Regions from separate parts of the Mus musculus genome. Here region 1 is linked to region 2. A link is a contact called in public Hi-C data. All regions are on one chromosome and are shown on one strand. Each heading gives the region's core, a stretch centred on a gene start, on an enhancer-like site or on the middle of the called end of the contact. The rest is flanking DNA. Distances are from core to core; before and after follow the strand shown. Region 1 overlaps Gm4827 (predicted gene 4827). Region 2 overlaps Gm31494 (a long non-coding RNA gene).

Region 1 (5,204 bases), core at 2,003-4,502, 430 kb before region 2:
CATAAATCACTTACTGTGTCTGTTGTCTACATCTTTTTTTTTTTTTAAAGATTTCTTACTGCATTGAAGATGTTTATTTCACCCTGGTTTTTTTAAACAAACAAACAAACAAACAAACAAACAAACAAACAAACCCTGAGTTGTCCATCCTCCTCTCTCATCCAATCACATTCTCCCAACACTGTTTCTTTCCCAAGGTTAGCTCCCAGCCTGACCAGGTATCTCCTACACATGTTCAGCTCCCTGTTTGAATGTCAGTGCCTCAGACTAGCCTCTTTTGGCTCCTTCTGCCAAACCTTTTCTTTTCATCACAAATTATAACGGTGAATGGGGTTCCCCCCCCTCTTATTTATAACCTCTTTCCCTCATGAGGTTCTCTGAGGAGATAAGACACTCTAACTTAGTAAAGTATTCCTCTTTCCACCAAACTGGCCAGTTCACTGTAAGCATCTCTTGGTTGAACAGAGAACTGAGAAAGATCTTCCCTTTCAATGACAATATTTCTACATTGTCCAGCTATTTCCACGGATGCTGCTGCAATGATAATGTGTGCTGAAGTCTTTTTCTTTGAAGTTTTCCCAGGTTTGGGTCTGGGCTTGGCAACTCTAACTACAAGGTCTCCATCTTTCCTTCTCACACACTACCCTTCCGCTTAGGCATGCAGAGTTTTGACAGGTAGGCATGTTTCTTAATATACCTGACAACACCATCAGGATCTCATCGGGGACTTCTCTTGTGATGTCCATGGAGAGAATTCAAAGGTGACCCACAGTTTAGGGTAGAAGATGATACAGTTTATTCCAGAGAAATGCTAATAGTACAGTAACCAAAGAGACAAGTGCACAAACTTTAAGCCCCTGGAACAGTCAGCTTTCCTAAGAGACATCTTTTTCTTTCCAGGTGATTGACAGGCTCATTTGGATCAACACGTGCGTGTGTGTGTGTGTGTGTGTGTGTGTGTGTGTTTTGATAAAGCTTAGTTGACAGAACCAGATGACAAGCTACTTTTGTTCCTGGGTGTGTTCTTTGATGATCCTTGGATCAACTCTGACAGGAGCGGGTATTAGTGCACCCTTGTTCCTGTTCATTTAGACGAGGTCTCATGCATTCTGTCTGGCTTCAATCTGGAATTCGTTATGTAGCTGAGGATGACCTTAAACTTCCGGTCCTCTTGCTGTCTCTTCTTGAGAACTGGATCATAGGTGTGTGCCTCTGTGACTGTTTATGTGGCGACTTGCTCTTTATCAGAAGGTTTCCTGCTATACAGTAACCTTATAAGGTTTAGAGTTCCTGAGCCAGGTTTTCACGGTTACCCATTAATCATATCCTGGCATTTCAGAGCATCGCACCAGGGCCAGAGATGTGGTGAGGAAGCTCCAGTTCTTTGCTTTTCCACGTTGCTGATTCTGAGAAGGTAGCCCAGCCTGAATGTCCTCTCATCCTGCTAATATCTAACCGGCTACCTAGCAACATGATGGTTGTCCTACTTCCGTTTCTGGTGCTGGGATAAAATATCCCGATATAAAAAAACAACTTATGGGAGAAAGGGCCTATTTTAGCTCACAATTCCAGCTTATAGTCCATTATTTTGGGGGGAAGTCACACTGGCAGGAGCTTGAAGCAACTAGTCGGAGCACATCCGCAGTCTAGAGCAGAGAGAAATAAATTCACCTGTGCTTGCTTGCTTTACTCTAATACAGCCCAGGACTCAACCCCAGAGACACTGCATACAGCGGGCCGGTTGGCTGGGTCTTTCCACACCAATTAATCTAAGAAAGAAAAAAGCCCCTCCTAGGCATGCCCACAGGCTAGCCTGATCTAGGCAATCCCTCACAGAATCAACAAGGATTCTGTCCCTTTCTAGGTACTCCACTTTAGGCAAAGACTGTAGCCTGCTTCTTAAGCTCTAAAATGAGTTAATAATAGAATCTGATAGGTTTTCTTGAGGATTTAATGAGGTAATGAATGTAATTATAATGGCAAGCACAATGCCTGACCTGAAACAGATGCTTGGCAGCCACTAGCTCTTACGAATAATGTTTTATTCAATCAGGAAAGGCAGGTCTAAATGCTGAGGAAGCTCAGGGCGAGGTGGGAACGTCTGGAGAGGTATGCATTCTGTTTCTGGTGGGGTTTTTTCCTTGCTTTACTTAATACAGCCTAGGACCCAAATGCCAGAGAATAGTACTGTGTACACCGAGCTGGGTCTTTCCATTTAACCTAAGTAGGAAAAAAGCCCCTCCAGGCATGCCCATAGGCTAGCCTGATCTAGATCAGCCTAACCTGATCATAGCTGGCACCCCCACACATTGTATCCAATACTCCATGATTCAAAAGGTAATGAACGAGAAAGTGGTGGGCTTCAATTCCCAACCCTATTAATACCACAAGATTTGAGCTACATAAACCACTAGTATGAAATTGCTGGTATTCATTAAACCTTGACAATATGAATTATGTTTAGAAATAATGAATACACACACATATATAGTGTTTTGTTTGTTTTGGCTGTTTTGAGACAGGGTCTCAGTTTCTAGCCTAGGCTGGCCTGAAATAATATATTTTTAAATTAAGTCACTTGCCTGGAGGTCGGCCTCGTACTGGCATTTAGTGACATCTCAGTAAAGGCAGGGCATAGGCAGTATGAACTTTTTACACCGTGATTGTTTCACAGGAGTGACAACTGCGAGAACTTCTCATTCCCTTCGTCTGCCCTCACTGTTTCACCAGGTTTGGGTAGGAAGCACATGCCTGGTGTTCTGTGGAAGTGGTGGAGTGGGAGGAGGTTAACTGCAAGCTTTATCTCTCTCTGCTGCCAGTCGTCCAATTCTATGCTTTTCTCTGACTTTCATCAGTGATGAGGTCATCCCAGCGCGAGAAAAGCAAACTCCTATCTTTCAGATTCGATGAAGGCTAGCATTGTTTAGTCTGCATAAATAGAGGCCAGACCCATAGAGCCCAGGAGGCAAGCGGCTCGCCCTCTAGCGGTTTCACTGGCTAATGCCGGTCACTCACCGGAGCACTGACAGGAAGGCGGGAGCGTGAGGGCTAAAATGTAAGTTAAAATTAGATCAATAGTCAGCTTGGCTGTCTCAATCAATGCTTCGCAGGGAGAGCATACAACCATCTATTTATAAGCTAAACCCGGTATTATCTTCCTCTTTTAGGACGCAGAGATCCATTACTGCGCGCGGCAGGGGAGAGGATGCTGCGCGGAGGTTCCTGCCACTTTACAGCTCACTGGCTCGCGCTACCTCACCAGCCTGGGATGGGACGCTGCTGAAAGACCAGCCTAGCCTTCGGCTCTTCTCTCTGCGCAGGACCTTAGGGTCCCGTGCCCCTGCTGTGTCCCCTAACCACTCACTCTCGCCAATCCCGTGCAGCAATCGACCGCATCCTAAGTTTTAAATTGACAAGGTCAAATAGGGAACCTAGTGCATGGGTGAGTTTGCGGAGGGGTATAGGGCAAATGCATTAAAAATAACAGAACTCAAGGGCCCTCCTACAGAAACAGGCCACACATCAGCTGGATTCTAAACACAGGCTTGACTGCCCTTTTAAAAGGTTTTCCAACTAGCTCCCCCACTGACCTGAATTATTCATCCTTGCTCAGGCAAATGTTGCTGTCAATAACTGGGGTTCCTCCTCCTCCTCCTCCTCCTCCTCCTCCTCCTCCTCCTCCTCCTCCTCCTCCTCCTCCTCCCCATCAAAACAGGAATAGATATAGATTTGTGTAGCAGGCCAGTGAAGTTCTTAAGTTAAGGTCTGGGAGAGGTGGAACTCCACTAGCCCCAGTCTGCCCCCCGGGAAGGTATCTCTGATACACAAAATAGATCTACAGGAAGCTATTGTGTTGCTGTGGTTAAACTGCAGTTTTTCAAATGAGAGAGAGAGAGAGAGAGAAAAAAAAAACAGAGACAGAAGGGGGGGGAGAGACAGAGAGAGACAGAGAGACAGAGAGACAGAGACAGAGAGAGACAGAGACAGAGAGAGACACACACAGACAGACAGAGGGAGAGGAGGGACAGGGACAGAGAAAGAGAAAGGAATTTGATTTGGCGCCCTCACAATGCAAGATCAAACCATAATTTTTCAGAAAAAAAAACTTGTATCATATATATATATATATATATATATAATATTCTAACTTTTGTTTTTCTGTATCTGGAATTTTTCTTTCATAAGCATGCACTATTTTTATGATAGAAAAACTTTAAAGGCCTAAAGAACTTTAATATTAGCATAAATGTACATTAAGTATATTTTTAGAGTGGATCTATTAGCTGCTATATCATTTGACATAAAAGGCTTTTGAACTAAAGATAGGAACTGTTGTATTCTTTATTTAGAAATAGTATCTTCCATCCCCTTCCAATTCTTGTTGGCTTACCTCCAAAATAGTCTGCATCTGTCGCTTCCTCGCCATCTTTGCAGCTCCTCTCGGGGACAAGCCACCATTCATCAGCTTTCACCTGGATACCCAAAATATCTTGTCGGCAGTTTCTTACTGCCACCTTTCCCCAAAGAGGGGCTTCACTTGCCACTGTAGCAACCAGATTGGTCTTTTAAAATGTAAATCAGATATTCCTTTTTTTTTTTCTTTTCGAGACAGGGTTTCTCTGTGTAGCCCTGGCTGTCCTGCCTTGGTTAGATGATGTTCTTTCCCATAGCCAGAATGTAGTCTGCTGGGGTTTATCTTCAGGGTCATTTTGACTGGGCTTGGAATGACCTGGGAGTTGTGTGTCCCTTGGATGTGTCTGCTTCCAGAGAGGTTTAACCAAGGAGGAGCTGAGGTGTGTCATGAAGGCAGGTGGTATCATTCCATGGGTTGAGGTCTCTGGCTGAATAATCAAGGGAGGCTGAAGAAATGGCTGGGCAGTTAAGAGGGCTTCCTGTTCTTGCAGAGAAACTGGCACAGTTCCCAGCACCCATGCTGTGGGACCTAACAATCTCCTGTAACTCTGATGCCACTGGCACTTAAGTCTAATGAATACATAGGCACACACAGACACTCCCATACACGTAATTTAAATAATGAGCATGCACACTCTCTGTTTTCTGATGAAGGACACAGTATTATTCATACATTCATATATGGGTGTCTAGACCCCTACACTCCCTGGGCCATACTTTCCCATACCCTCCTTCAAACAGTGATCAACTACAATGACTACTTCCTTAAGTTGTCTTTGTATCTGCTCATA
Region 2 (4,911 bases), core at 1,438-3,937:
GATTGCCATATGCAGGGATCCATCCCATAATCAGCTTCCAAACGCTGACACCATTGCATACACTAGCAAGATTTTGCTGAAAGGACCCAGATATAGCTGTCTCTTGTGAGACTATGCTGGGGCCTAGCAAACACAGAAGTGGATGCTCACAGTCAGCTATTGGATGGATCACAGGGCCCCCAATGGAGGAGCTAGAGAAAGTACCCAAGGAGCTAAAGGGATCTGCAACCCTATAGGTGGAACAACAATATCAACTAACCAGTACCCGGGAGCTCTTGTCTTTAGCTGCATATGTATCAAAAGATGGCCTAGTCGGCCATCACTGGAAAGAGAGGCCCATTGGACTTGCAAACTTTATATGCCCCAGTACAGGGGAACGCCAGGGCCAAAAAGGGGGAGTGGGTGGGTAGGGGATTGGGAGTGGGTGGGTATGAGGGACTTTTGGGATAGCATTAGAAATGTAAATGAGCTAAATAACTAATAAAAATACATTAAAAAATAAAAATCATATAAGGGATGCTGAAGTAAAAAACAAAAATCAACAACAACAAAACAACAACAACAACAACAAAAACTCCAATGAGGGGGCTCAATATGGAACCAAGATGCATTGTGGAGATCTAGTAGTTTATTAGAAAAGCTATTAGTACCAAGGAAAGATGGATGAACAGATTACAGCAAGGCAGAGGGGTTCTGAGCTGCGTTCAGGCTTCAGCACCAGAGATAGGCAATAGGGCGGGGCCTTGGGGAGAGGAATAAGGACCCACATAGATCTTATATGTTTCTGAGGTTGAGGGTGGTGAGCATACATCTCTAGCTGGGCTCTCGGATTCCCTTCCAGGAGGCAAGGAAGGGACAAGTGCCCACCAATATTTTGTTTCATGTAAACTCAGTTCCAGTTCTGTAGGTGAGAGATCTGGCAGCCGGAAGTCTGTTAGCTAGAGACTCACAGGTCTCAGTAGGGTACATGTCAGCATGTACGAGGACATTCTTGTGCCTAGGAGTCTGGAGTAAGTCTTCACCATTGGTCCAACTAAAACTTCTTTGGAACTCTGCTGATATCTGAGACCTTTCTTCCCTGTCTCACATCACAGGTTCATCCTGTCCTCTAGAACCACTTCCTTCCCCTAATGAGTGTTCCCTCAATATTACCTGCTGCATCAGTACATCTGCTTCTCAAAAGAACCCCAAGTATGGCATGCATTCAGCAAGCGACTATTAAAACCCATGAACTCTATTGGTGGCAACCCTGTGTCTACCAGCGCTCTGATCTCTTATGGACTAGATGTTCTTTGGGAGAGGAAATCCCTAGAGGAAACCACTGAAATATGCTAATCGAAGTACTCGTAGAGTCACAGGCTTCTATTACATTTCTATGCAGGAACAGATGTGTTTGTTCATTCACAGGTGAAAACATGTTCTGAACATCTCTTATGCTAGTTAGCAAGTCCTTCAATATTGATAGAATTAATCGTCATTAAGGCACTTGTATTAGCAGCTTCTACAGCGCAGTCTCCGAATGCATGTTCTGAACAGATATTCATCAGTTGTCCTTGGGGAGTAGAGGAAAAGCAACGCATGCACTGATCACATGAGCTGTGGCGTTAGCTGCATGCACTCATCACGTGGGCATTATATAATGTGATAATGTATATATCACATTAGTATATAATGTGAACTTGACTTATGTCAGTGAACTCCGTCTCTCGTGGTAAAATGGCACTTTGCACAAGCATTAAATATGAAAGGCAAATTTCGGTTTCTATTTTTATAACCTATAGATTTCTGGTTTAACGAGATCTTTATATTTTTATACACTACTTTTTATCCAAATCTCTACAAGTAGTATTATTGTGTTGCCAAGTCATACAGGGAGTTTCAATTTGGACTCTGGGCATGGCTGTCTGCACAGGCTTCATTCCTTTCATTGTTTATTTTCTATAGGTGAAGTGATGTGTAAAACATTAAGTGTACAATCCAAAAAGTGATAGATGACTTTTGAATCATCCACAGAAGTTATGTTCCAAAATTTAGAATCTCCCCGAGAGCAGAATTTAGGATGTCTCTTTAGCTTTCTCATGGTTTCTTGGTAGGTTCATGATAAGGTGGGTGTGTTTCTACATGTAATATATAAAAAAATTACATTTGGAAAAAAATCTTAAATTCAGTTTTATGAAAAGAATATGGGTGTTACTTTTACGTGAGAGTATCCAGGGTAAGATGAACTGGGTCCTGTGAGTTTATAAGAGTTACAGATATGTAGGAGAGACCCTGAGTTGAATTTTAGGAAATTTCAACCCAATTATCAATGATGAGTTTGAAACAAACAAACAAACAAACAAACAAACAATACAAAGCAAGTACTAAGCACAGATTGGTAGGGCTGTCCTGCATCCCTTGTTTCTAAGCTCCCAGGATCCTTTTCCTACTCTCGGAAGTAAGCCAGAGCAGAACACTTTGCAGAGGAAGATAAATGTTCTGTACAGCGGGCTTTGCCAGCGAGACCTGGAAAAGACAGCAGGAGATTTTTAACCTGTTCTCAAGATCACCAGCTTCTTATGTGGGCCTGCCTGTCCAGAGCTTTCCCCCAGGCGTTTGAAAAATGGTTCTATCACCAGACAGTCTGTCTGTCTCCATTCACCCTGCTCTATTCTGGGCTGTTTTCCAGACCACACGTTCGGATGTCTGCTTTCTCTCCTGGAGATCATTGGCCTGTGGGGACTGCTCTTTCCCAGGCCATTCCTTCTCTCCTTTCTTGTTTTTACATCCTCTTTGGCGGAGCGCTTTCTGCGGCTTCTTCCGCAAGGGGACGATGGTTATTTTCTGAAGACTGTGTAAGTCTGAACATGTCGTTCTGCCCTCATACGCTTTGAGTTGGAGGTAATTCTGGCTTAGATGTCATCTTCCACTAGAATGCCCCATGGCACGGTATTTCCCTTTGGCTTGAAAGTCACGCTGTTGTGAAGGGGAAAGCCATTATGATCCGCGATCTTTTTCTTCCAGGGAGTATGTAGAGTTTTTTCCCCCTTGTGTTCTGAAATATCAGAATGAAGACTCTTGAGTTTTTCCATCGACTGCTTCTGTTCAGTAAGGTTTTTCCTGTCTTTGTATTTTAATAATAGAAACTTTACTTTATACCTTCTGGGAATTTTGGGTAGTAGTTTATCATCACTTTCTGTTCTCTTTCTCTTTCTCTTCTTTCTGCCCCTCCCCCAGCTTTTCGGAAGCTGTCAGCAGCGTTCCTTTTCTCCGATTTTGTGCCTCCGTATCTTTTTCCTCTACTGTCAAGCAGCCTTCCTCTGCTTTCTCCTTTCCTAGTGATTTCAGCGCTGCTCTTGTTTCCAATCTTGAAACACGTGATGTGCTCCTTACACTGGAGGCAGCATTTTTATTCTCCCTGGGGATGTTCACGGCAGTTTTGTCTCAGGCAGTCCCATATTTGTTGATTTCGTGCCTACATATTTGTTTAACTCAGGGTGTCTTTTGATGGAAGATACTCTCGTGTTTTAATTTCTGTCTTCCACGATAGCTTCCCTCCTGGTACCTGGAAGTCACTGCATCGTCTTAGTATTAAGAACGGGAATCTGAGACGCTCATAGAAGGCTACAGGAGCCTGTACTCTGGACCACGCTTCTCATCCGGGTTTGTTACAGGAGGTTCAGGCAGGGGAGTGCCAAATACCCCTCTATTCAGCAGTGGATTCGTTAACTATTCGATCTTATTAACGCGGATATTCACGTTTTTAGGTTTTTATTTTCTGTAGGGAACAAGCCTCCAGATATCTCCCAGAGTGGGCACAATGGCTTGGCAACATGGATGGAGGAAAGGACCAAGAGAGAAATGTCCAGTTATTCCCTCTTAAATGGTATAATAACATCTGGTCCTTTTTGTTTGTTTGTTTGTTTGTTTGTTTGTTTTGTTTGTTTTTTAAACTGTAGGCAGGGTTTGGCATTCTGGACCTCCCTATGCAGACTAATGTGTCTTCAAACTCACAGAAGTGCACGTGCCTCTGCCCTCACAGTGCTGGGATTAAAGGTGTCTGCTATTTTTCCTGGCTTGTCTCCATTTTTAAAAATCTCTAACAGCTGAGAGCCTTCCCTTCCACTCTCCTTCAGCCAACTGGTGAGGAAGCATTCTGCGCTCCTTCCTTTGGCACAGCAGAGGGGTCAGACCATATGGATCAACTCTTCTACAAAGGCATCTCTTAGTACAAAACATATCTAGTTCATCCTCAACTCCCTCTCCCACCACTGACCCTTCAAGCAAATTCCTGGATAGTTTGAGTGCTACCCAGCTCGTCTTAGGGAGGTCAATGATGATGATGGTGATGATGGTGGTGATGGTGATGATGGTGATGGTGATGGTAATGTTGATGCACTTTTTCTTTTTTCTCACGTGTAGATGTTATCACCAGGCAGGACATAGAACCTACTTTTTAATTTTTTTGAGCATTTTCAAATTATTTCTTTTATTGTATGTTAATACATTTTTCTAATTACACCATCACTTCTCTTTCCTTCCTTAAGCTCTCTCCTATACTCCTCACTGCTTTTTTTTTCAACTTCATGGTCTCTCTTTTTTCATTAAGTGTTGTTATGCATGTGCGCACACATACACATGCAAGCGCACACACACTCCTAAATATAAGCTCTACCTGCTCAGTCTGTATAATATCACTTGTATGTATGTTTTCAGGGATGGTCATTTGGTGTTGGATAACGCATTGGTGTGCACGTTCCCAGGAAAGACTTTTTTCCAGTCTCTGCGTCCCTTAGCTGCCTATAGTTGTTTGAATAAGGTTGAGGCTTCTTGGGCTTCTCCTCTCCTGTTTGTCCATTGCTGCCGGCCTTGTTAGCTCATGGTTAGGCAGTCATTTTGGTGTGACTTTATGGGTGTAGCTTCTGACATTAC

The links. Hi-C and Micro-C count contacts between places; a contact is called where the count stands out from the background.
Region 1: a contact with region 2 is called in a Hi-C map of cerebellar granule neurons, with 1.9 times the contacts expected there. The contact joins two enhancer-like sites. A contact is called at or near these places in 3 of 484 Hi-C or Micro-C datasets (cerebellar granule neurons, cerebellum and cerebral cortex) and 3 of 115 datasets of contacts at active chromatin or transcription factors (embryonic stem cells, large pre-B cells and oligodendrocyte precursor cells).

The regions. Positions count from the first base shown.
Region 1 is chr16:50,044,004-50,049,207 of GRCm38.p6, reverse strand. It overlaps Gm4827 (predicted gene 4827), which reads left to right. Exons shown (of 4, transcript NR_045935.1): 2 at 3,168-3,442. Among named protein-coding and RNA genes, the nearest start is that of Gm32101, 3.0 kb to the left of the region's middle. Within about 2 kb of position 3,252, at least 139 of the 459 cell types and tissues checked have an H3K27ac peak or open chromatin away from gene starts, as enhancers often do. A contact at or near this core is called in cerebellar granule neurons and cerebellum, where this site is marked.
Region 2 is chr16:49,614,222-49,619,132 of GRCm38.p6, reverse strand. All of the region lies in intron 2 of Gm31494 (a long non-coding RNA gene), which reads left to right. Among named protein-coding and RNA genes, the nearest start is that of Gm31494, 28 kb to the left of the region's middle. Within about 2 kb of position 2,687, at least 39 of the 459 cell types and tissues checked have an H3K27ac peak or open chromatin away from gene starts, as enhancers often do. A contact at or near this core is called in cerebellar granule neurons and cerebellum, where this site is marked.